Linked DNA regions of Mus musculus: region 2 is linked to region 1. Evidence: chromatin contacts called from public Hi-C data. All regions are on one chromosome and are shown on one strand. Each heading gives the region's core, a stretch centred on a gene start, on an enhancer-like site or on the middle of the called end of the contact. The rest is flanking DNA. Distances are from core to core; before and after follow the strand shown.

The links. Hi-C and Micro-C count contacts between places; a contact is called where the count stands out from the background.
Region 2: a Hi-C map of the N1E-115 cell line shows a contact between it and region 1, with 33 times the contacts expected there. The contact joins the enhancer-like site here to the promoter of Hdnr in region 1. A contact is called at or near these places in 8 of 39 promoter capture datasets (cranial neural crest, embryonic stem cells, frontonasal cranial neural crest and 5 more), 1 of 15 datasets of contacts at CTCF or cohesin (CD8 T cells), 20 of 484 Hi-C or Micro-C datasets (B cells, the HL-1 cell line, LSK cells and 13 more), 8 of 115 datasets of contacts at active chromatin or transcription factors (CD8 T cells, the HL-1 cell line, cardiomyocytes and 4 more) and 1 of 9 other capture datasets (adipose tissue).

What each region holds. Positions count from the first base shown.
Region 1 is chr8:57,330,546-57,335,663 of GRCm38.p6, forward strand. Hdnr (Hand2 downstream lncRNA) reads left to right here and starts at 1,890. Exons shown (of 3, transcript NR_131041.1): 1 at 1,890-2,088. Gm34030 (a long non-coding RNA gene) reads right to left here and starts at 4,595. Exons shown (of 4, transcript XR_378998.4): 1 at 3,843-4,595; 2 at 2,212-2,303; 3 at 1,956-2,009; 4 at 1,146-1,485. RefSeq lists an enhancer at 2,583-4,346.
Region 2 is chr8:57,422,889-57,427,758 of GRCm38.p6, forward strand. No RefSeq gene overlaps it. Among named protein-coding and RNA genes, the nearest start is that of Gm34099, 22 kb to the left of the region's middle. Within about 2 kb of position 3,338, at least 58 of the 459 cell types and tissues checked have an H3K27ac peak or open chromatin away from gene starts, as enhancers often do. A contact at or near this core is called in CD8 T cells, the N1E-115 cell line, Th1 cells and 2 more, where this site is marked.

The sequences.
Region 1 (5,118 bases), core at 640-3,139:
TTAGATGGTCCACTGGCCCAGGGATTCTCCCTGTATGTCCCCAACCAAAGAAGCTAGATTCGTAGGAAGCTGAGCCTTTCTGATAATGATCATGGAGTAGTAGACAATTCTAGCCTCCAACCAATGCCTCAGTTGCTTTCTTGAGTAGTTTTTGTTTTCCAAAGTGTGTCTGACAGGACCTTGGTAAGAAAGTACAGACTTACCCAGAAACTCTCTATTTAGACTAAGTATCGAAACATGACAATCCCCTTGCCTCTGACTTCCAAATGCTGGGATTAAGGGCACATACCATTATACTCAACTTCAAATAATATTTTTAATACACAACCCATTGGATCCAACTAACCTAATGCTTCTCTTATGACTAAATGGAGTCTTTCAAAATATAATTCCCTTACATAATACCAAGCCATCTTTCAAGCATTGGTGACCAATAACCGAAGTCATGGAGACCTGCAGAAACATATTATTTGTTCCCATGATGTTTGCTGCTCAGCCAGTTAAAAGTCACTTAAAACAAACAATGCACTTACTCAAGGCCAGAGTGTTCAATCTTCATCAAACGTATTGCCTAGAGGAGGCCAGAAAAGATAGTATTCTAACCCAAGATGATGGTAAACCCTCCTTTCTGAAAAGACAGGAATGATGGTCATCCACCGGGGCCTTCTTTTTAAGATAGATTGTTATTGTTGCTTGGCACAGACATTTTTGTCTTTGGGATAAAACAGAAATGCTCTCTCTCTCTCTCTCTCTCTCTCTCTCTCTCTCTCTCTCTCTCTCTCTCTGTGTGTGTGTGTGTGTGTGTGTGTGTCTGTGTCTGTGTGTCTGTGTGTGTGTGTGTCTGTGTGTGTCTGTGTCTGTGTCTCTGTTGCTTGTGGCTTTAGTTTTAAAGAAAAAACCCTGGAAACAAAAATCTAAGTTTGTAGTAGTAGTTGGGAAGGGAAACTAATGCGGTTTTAATGGGGGGTGGAGATGGTCAGACCGCCTGACCATCGCCTTCCCTTGAAAATCTGGTTTTCATATTCTCGCTCAGTAATCACCCAAAGCCATAACTGTCTCTGAAATTATTCATTAAAGTCATTTTCAGGGATTCTCACAGGATGACTCTTACGTTTATGATCTGAGAGCAATGACATCAGCCTCTGTCTTTTTTCCGCTTTTAATTAATGCTCTGGAAAGACAGGGTTGGGGGAGGTTGTGAGCCTGGGGAGGGGGCGGGAGGGGTGGAACTCTTAGGCCTCTCTGCTTTGGCGCGGTCAGCTGAGCGCCGGCGCGCAGACATCCTTTGATTAAGGAGGGTATTTCGAGGAGTGCAGGCTGTGCAGAAGATCACGGCTGTGCCCTGTGGTGCTGTCAGCAGTGACAGATCCCAGATGGGGCCCGCTACTGTATGGCAGATTGAGTTTCTCAACAGAAAACTCACCCTTCCTCCTAAACGTCTTCAAAAACCTTCTCCGGATACTCCATTCATCCAGGTCGTGTCGTCTGAAATAGAAACAGTCCAATCCCAAAGTTGGTTTTGTGTGCGTGTGTGTATGCTGGGTTTATCTCCACCACCATCCCCTCCCTTCCTCTTCTCTCTGCACTGTCTCTCCTTTGTGCATCTTGGACTCCTGAAGGCCACTCAGAGCATAGATGCGGTGAGTGGGGGGGCGGGGGGGAGTGTCCCTGTTTACCAGGCTCAGGGCACCAAGTGGTGGAACCAGCACTGAGGTCCCCCCACATGCACCCGGAAAGCAAGGCAATCCTGTGGGTAGAGAGATGCGGGCTAAGGCAGTGGGTCGCTAGGGGAATTCAAGGTGGACCCAATGAGTCACACACTCTGGAGAGGAAAAGCTGGGGGCGGGGAGGGCGGGAGATAAAGGAAGAAACTGAAGGCGCCTTGTCTCGACTCCAGCCAGCTTAGTTCTTTGGAGAAGCAGTGTGGAGTCCTAAAAAAGGAGGCTGAGTCTTACCGTTGAGGTCGGTGCCGGTAGAGAATGGGAGGGAGTCTGCAGGAGCCAAGCACCCTAAAGAAGAGGAAGAGAGCACGTTGCTGAGATTTGAACAGCGACCTGAGAGGTCAGACTGGACCCAGGCCTCCTCAAGGTGAGAGGGGACGACGGGTGGAAGCCCAAGTTTCTACACAATACTCCCCCAGCAAATCGTATTGTAGAAATAGGAACTTATTGCAAACTGTTCTTTAAAAGTAGTTTCAGAAATGTTCCAAACCTTTGCTCTGCAGAAGCAACGGAGATGGAGATTCTTCCCTTTTCCCGGCCCTTCGGTCCTTCTCCGGAAGAGCTACTCTGGCCAGCTCTGGGCTAGGGGCAGTGGCCGAAGAGAAGGGGAAAGTAAGGTTGAGAGCACTGGATTCGAGCCCAGCAGAGAGCGGTTTCTAGGCCCCACCCACCCTCCCCCCAAGGTTTTCTTAAAAGTGAATCTTGGCGTGGTTTTTGCAGACCAAACATCAGAAACCCGGGAGAGGAATCTAGAGAGTGCATTTTGTTCTGTTTTGCTTTAATAATAAGTAGTGTGCCTTGTTAAACACCCTATTACCCCCGCCCCCTTCTCCCACAACCTCTCTGGAGAAGAGTCTTTCCGGAGCGCCTAGAAACCTAAAAATAACACGCCACGCTGAAGGTCCGGAGAAGCCACCGGCCACCTCTACAGAGTGGGGATGCTGCCCGTGAAAGGTCATCACTTTCTTCACCCCGACAACCTGACAACAAAGCCCAAGCAGTTGATCCTTTCCTTCCTTTGAGCCCAGGATCCAAGCCCGAAATAGATGGGGAGGCCCCAACCCTACAGCCATGAGGAAAAAGTGGTTCCTCGGTGACCACCGTGGCCACCGTGGCCACCGTGACTATCTTTCGAGTTAGAGCCTTTGGTCAAGTCTAGATGTCACACTTTAAATGCCTTCCAATGTTCCCCTTCTCGAGTCTAATTTTTGCAAAGAAATGAGATGGGACCATCAGACTCTGCCTATGTTGCTGCCATCTGGTGTGCGAGCAGTCTCCAGCTTGTGCTCCAGCTTGTGCTGAGAAGCACGGCTGCAGTACCTTAGGGGTAAACCTATGATGCCAACCCCACTCACCTCCGCCAATGTAAGTTCTTCCTCCCCTCCCCTGACAATTCCAGCCTCGATTATCGGGTTAAAAAAAATCGAAAAAACTCTTTATATAAAAACAAAACACGCTGAATTTCAAAACGACCGCTCACCTCCTCTACAAGACAGCTTTTGTTTTCTTTGGCCGTGGTGGATGAAAGGAGTTTATTTTGATTTTGTTTTCTTGTACCCACATGTCTTGTAAAAAGGTTCCTGTGCACGGGCCTGCCTCCCCCACCCCATGACCGCGGGGGCCTTGCTTCCAGACTTCGGTCCCCACCACTTGGGTTTTAAGCCCTCGCCTGGAGCCGAGGTGTAATTGTGACCCGCCCTAGCTCCGATCCTCCCGGGGATGTGGTTGGCCTGGCCAGACTGAGGCCGGGACCTCCCAAGTGGCGGCCTAGGCTCTCGAGAGCTTCGAAGTCCGTGCCTCGCAGCCTCCTCCCCCTTTCTTTCCTCTGCGGACCTTGCTAGCTTTTTCTCTTGGCTCTGTACTTTGCTCACCTCCCAGCTCAGAAAGGGTAAATCTTTTCTCTCTTTCTGTTTGCTTTATTTTTGTTTCTTTCCCCTGTCAGGCATCTTATTAGGGCTCGCTTAGTCGCCTTCTCATTGAAACCCCAGGTCCAGAGAAGCTAACAACCTTGATGGAAATCTGGGGCAAAGAACTGGGAGCCTCTAGCCGGCCCCCTCCGCGCCGCGGCGCAGTCGGATCCCGGAGCGCTTCTGCATAGCGTCAGCGCGCCGGGTAATTTACCTTTCCTGCGCGTCTGTCAATATGACTAATTTCCACCCGGGTCAAAAAGCCTTTCTCCGGCAGTCCATCTTGGAGCGCTCTCTTAACGCGGTAGACGGGGGTGGTTGTTTTGTTTCCACCCTAGAAATAAATACTCTTGGGGCGTCTCTGCCCGGGCAACCCTGAGAGGAGCAGGCGAATATACACCATGTCAATTAAAAGCAGTTTGCCTTGAACTACGAACTGTGATTGGGTTTCAACGACAGCGACTTGCTGGCCTTTTTAATACACATTACCTAACTCGTCCTTGATTCCAACGCTTTCTTTAGAAACATATTTTTTTTCCCAAGAAGAAAGTAATTATTGCTCCAATTCTTCTCCATTGGGTGCAATTCCCTAGTGAAACAGGGTCACAATTCAGGGTGTGTTTTAAACATCGGATATGATTGCTAATCTGACCTAGACTATATATCATCCAGGCGATGTTTTACAATAATTTTTAAACTGCTACCGACCTCTAACTGCGAACCCGTGCTGTGGAGGCCTCCAATGGAAGGCTGGATGATTCTCCAGTGACAGACTCAGGCTTCTACAGGCTGAAACAAAGGAATGGGAGACAAGGACACTCATAGTTGGGGACACCCACTTAGGTCCCTTCAGCTCTGAAATATTTTACTTCACTGATACAGGTGTAACTGGGACTGAAAAGTCTTCAACAGTAAGAACACAACTAATAAAATTTAACAATTTAACAAACTTGAACACACACACACACACACACACACACACACACACACACACGACTTGGGGAATTTCAGGAGAACCTGAAAACTAGGAAGGGAGGCCTCTGCCAGGAGAGGTGGCACACCCTGCACCAGGATGCTACCTAGTTGCTACCTAGTGCTCAAACTACAAGCATTCCTTAACCATCACACCTGTCTCTGGTGATATCTCTCTCTCTCTCTCTCTCTCTCTCTCTCTCTCTTTCTCTCTCTCTCTCTCTCTGTCTCACACACACACACACACACACACACACACACACCTTTCCCTCTCTCATCTGCTGGAGCATTTATAGCCTAATGAAAGTATATCCTTTAGGAAAAAGACTGTCTATAAAACGTGAAATATGGAGAACCCGATAGGATAGTCCCACCCAGGGTCTGGCCTGATCCTGGAGGGATTTTTTTTTTAAGCACACACACCCTGTATTCTTCTGTTGCTTTCATAATCGCGCTGTTACTTTTACCAAAGTATGAAAAAAGATTAGTGACCTCTGTTTACTCCCCGTGGGAGGGGA
Region 2 (4,870 bases), core at 2,088-4,587, 94 kb after region 1:
AATGGTAACTATGATAAGTGCTTTTGACTTTTAAACATGAAGTGGAAAACCTAGTGGTTGGAAAGCCCAGGGTTGGGGAGATAGCTCAGTGGGTAGAGTATTTGCCTGCAGAAAATCCTGGTGAAACATTTGCATCTGAAACTGAGGATTAAATCAGGCAGACCCAGGAGCTTGCTAGCCAGCAAGTGCACCCAAAATGGTGAGCCCCGTTGGAGGGCCACAGAGAAAGACATCTGATGTCAACTTCTAGACTCTGCGTGTGTGCACACAGGCATCCATGCCTGCTCATATGCTACATGCCCCACCCCAAAATGCAGAGATATTAAAAATATGAGGTGTACCATATATTGTTATATTTATGATAAAACTATATTACTTCAAGTTAATATCTATAGATTGTCAATCATTTTTCAATGTGTTTTGTTGTCAAGTGGTCAGAATCATAATATTGAGTTCTCTTATTCAGAGGCCAGTTATTTAACAATATGGGATCACTATCAATTTTTTTCATTATTTCCATGAGTTCTCCGTTATTTTGACCATTCCTTTTAAAAAATACGCCCACTGGTAGTGACGCATGGAAGCGGAGAAGCTGTAAATTATCTCTTTCACTGACTGAAGGGGGCGTTGCATGAACAGATGATCTACAGTTTGCATCAAGCATGTAACTTTGAATGCACTAGTTTCTCAATAAATCTTTAATTACTTAATTAGTTTCTCAATCCATTTTTATCTTCTGGCCTTTATCAGGTCTAATCAAACCCTGATTATAACAAAGGTGAAATTACCAATGATAATGTTCTACTAACAGAAATGGTAGATTGCAGAATCAGTACCCACATCAACTCTGCACGATTATATTATTTTAGCCTCAGAAGTATTTGAAAGCCACAGCTGTTGATACTGCTTTTGATTTGCCAGACCCTCTCACAGCCTACTTACTTCGTTTTGAACATGGCATTTGTACCACATTAAAGTTTGGCAAGCTTAATCCTCCCTAACCACAGGCGAATGTGAACACACTAAAAAAATATATAAAAATATATTTTAGCCAAAGCCATTATCGAGTGTATATTTGTTGGATTTGACTAAGAACCTCTAATTTGTTCATGTACAGTTGGCATCCTTTCATTCTGGGTGATGACTGCAACTTATATATTATGTGTCCAACAGCTGATTAAAGTGCTAAGCAGCGGTAGGGCAGAGAGAGAGAGACAGAGACAGAGAGAGACAGAGAGAGACAGAGAGAGACAGAGAGACAGAGAGAAAGAGACAGAGAGCCCAATCCTTCTGAGCGTTCCTTGTCCCGGGAACCCCCTACAGGGATGATTTTTCCCCACCCTCTTTCTCTGTCTGTTCCACACTGAAAGCATGGATGAGTAAGTCCCTCTCTCTCCCTCCCTCCCATTCTCTCTCTCTCTCTCTCTCTCTCTCTCTCTCTCTCTCTCTCTCCTGCCACCTCACAAAAGACTCTACCCTTACATTTTCTTGGCAACGACTACATTTCTTGAACAAAATCTATGTTCTCTGGTTTGCAAGAAACACTAAGCTGAACCCAACACCTCTAACGTTCCAATACAAAAAGTCCTCCTAGCTTGAGGCCCCACCATCCACTGAGGCACAGCAGGAGTAAGCAAGCTATTACGATTCTTGGGCTGCTTCGTTTATCCACAGTGCCAGCTACAGCCTGCGTGACACTCAGTGGTGGCATCCCTCCTGCACGACTGGGCACCACAGATAACGTTCCCGATAAGTTAAAAATGGCCATGAAGTGGGAAAAGGAGGAATTCTATAATTGTTGTGTGTGTCGAAGGGAAAGACCACTTTCCAGAGATACAGAATTAACAATTCTCTTGATTTACCTCTCCACACAAATCAGTATTCCTCAGTAGGGAAGATGTTTTAATGTCTCCCCAAAAGGACATCTGAATAACAATAACAATAACAATAATAATAATCATTGAGAATAAATTTACTCAAATCTTGAAGTTAAATTGGATTTATTTCTATCTAGAAACTGCAATGTATCAATGTCTTCAAAGCAAAACCAAATCCCCCTCCCTAAGAATGCTTCACTTGCTCAGTCATTCAACAGTCAGTCAGTTTCCATGAACTTACCATCCACGCTGTTGCAACATTGTTCACTTCAAGGAGTGAGATGGTGTGCAAACACACACACCACAGGACCTTGTATGTGGGAAGCCATAAGCAAAAGCAAATTTCCTTTTATTTCTCAAAGAATTACCCTTGAACTCATTGATCATGCAAACAAACATGCAATCAAAAGAACAGGACCTGTTTCTGATCCGTTGTCATTACTTCTTAGGGCCCACCTTTTCCATTGTTACACATTATGACATTTAGTCACAAGCTACCAAGCCAGTGTGAACAAGCCACACTCTAGACAGAGTCGTGGGCTGTGACCCTCGGTTCACCATTTATTTTACTGTTGTTGTAAAAAGGAAGAGAAAAATGTCAGTGAAGTATTCTAGTGTTAACAAGATATATTAACTACTGTTGTTTATTACCAAGACCAAAAAACAAAATCTAAACTAATAAACAATAACAACAAACTAACAAATAATAACCCGTGGAAGGAGTGATTTATTTTGGCTCAAGGTTACATACAGTCTATCATGACATGTAGGCATAGTGGCAGGAGCCTGAGACAGATGGTTACAGCCCAAGGCAAGGCACAATGGACACTGGTGACCTACACACTCCCTCCTTTTTATTCAGTCCTGGGCATGAGCCTATGGAATGGTACCCCCAGTTTGCAAGCAGATTAACCTATCTCAGTTGAAGCTCTCTGCAAACACCCTCATAGACACGGCCAAAGGTATGTCTCCTAGGTAAGTCTACATCTGGGCAAGCTAACAACCAATATTAACCACCAAGTCTGTTATATCCACACAGAGTCACACATGCACAAACTTGGGTAGGAAATGTTTGCTAAGATAGGTAAATAGCTTTACAATTACTTATTGCCTCCTCTGGTTGTTTTATTGAATATAACTTTTATTTATGAGCAATAATTTATACAATTGTGGATAGCCTTAAAGTCTATTTCTAGTCCAGCTTACAGAAATAAAATTTATATCTCCTTCCTTCCTTCCTTCCTTCCTTCCTTCCTTTCTTCCTTCCTTCTTTCTTTCTTTTCTACTTGAGTTCCAAGACCAGGTCATGTATAGAGGGGAAGCCAATTTGAGGTATCTGTTGCCAGGTAATGCCTTTCATGATCCATGCCAATTGTGACTGCCCAGTCCATACAGATCAAGAGACACCTAGAATGAACAGACTCTTGTGTAAACACAGATATGAAATGATTTGCCATCGACAATGTTTTAAAACTCAGCTCTGACCTCTACTGGCCACGTTATTAAAATACCACAGCAAGCATCCAGAAATGGTCTTTTATTTCATTCAGTCTTTTTTTTTTTTTTTTTTAAAGATTTGTGTATTATTATAGATACACTGTTGCTGTCTTCAGGCACACCAGAAGAGGGCATTAGATTTCATTACAGGTGGTTGTGAGCCACCACGTGGTTGCTGGGATTTGAACTCAGGACCTTCAGAAGGGCAGTCAGTGCTCTTACCCGTTGAGCTATCTCACCAGCCCCATTCGATCATTTTTAATTTAAAAAATTTTTCTTTTGATATCTATTCGTCTTAGGTTAGCATACATAGTTCATAACATGCATAGTTTCATTGTGATATTTTAAAATATACATGTCAGTGTACTTTGTACTTAATTACTCCCCTCCCACAATGACATGACCCATATTCCTGGCCCCTCCCTGGATGGTTCCCCTCTTTCCCCAGGTAGTGCCCCCTCGTGTATTCACTTAAATGCTTTGTATCAAAAATAAATAGATAGATAGATAGATAGATAGATAGATAGATAGATAGATAGATAAATAATTTATTATGAATACTTTTTATCTCTCACATTTTATAAATAGGGATTATAGTGGAAAAATGTTTTCTATCTTAAAATTTGCTAGGAGAAACATGCTGCAAACATTAAAAAGCTTAATGCCAAGTACAGCTGTTCTCTATCCTGTGTGTGTGGGGTCAAATATCAGATATCCTGCATATCAGAGATTTATATTATGATACATAACAGTAGCAAAATTACACTTATGAAGTAGCAATGAAAATAATTTTCTGGTTGGGGGGGTCACCACAACATGAGTAACTGTATTAAAGGGTCACCAGCATTAGCAAAGTTGAGAACCACTGTCCTACTATATTAGAGGGTAGAAAGTGCTTCATACACTTTATTTTTGGTTTCTTTGAGACGGGATGTCATGTAACCCAGGCTGTCCCTGAATTTCTGATTCCCCCACCTGCACCCCCAAGAGCTGGGACTACAAGCATGCACCACTACATTTGACTTAATATGTGATTTTTACAAAGATAAAAAGAAGGGCCATAAAGAGAATGAGGGAGTAACAATCTTAACAATGTGATCTCCCTCCCCCTGCCTCCCCCTCTCCCTCCCGTTTCTCCCTTTCCCGGTCCCCCTTCCCCCACCACTTCCCTTCTCCCCCTCTCTTCTTTTTCCCCATATCACAAATTAATTAAATAACACATTCTAGAGGCAATACCCTTTTTCTCTGGTAGTTTCTGCAGGTTTTGGAATCAGCCAGACTTGTGTTCCAACTCTGTCAGCCTTCGTCACAGAAAACAACCAAAACAAAACAAAATATCATCGACAACAGCAAAGAACATAAAACAAACAAACAAAAAGTCCCAAGTCCTCCGTAGCTTAAAAAGCAAACGTTTGTACAAAACCACATTGAGATAGCACCTCCCAGGCATCAAGATGACTCATAAAAGAAACACATAATGGGTCAGTAAGGATGTG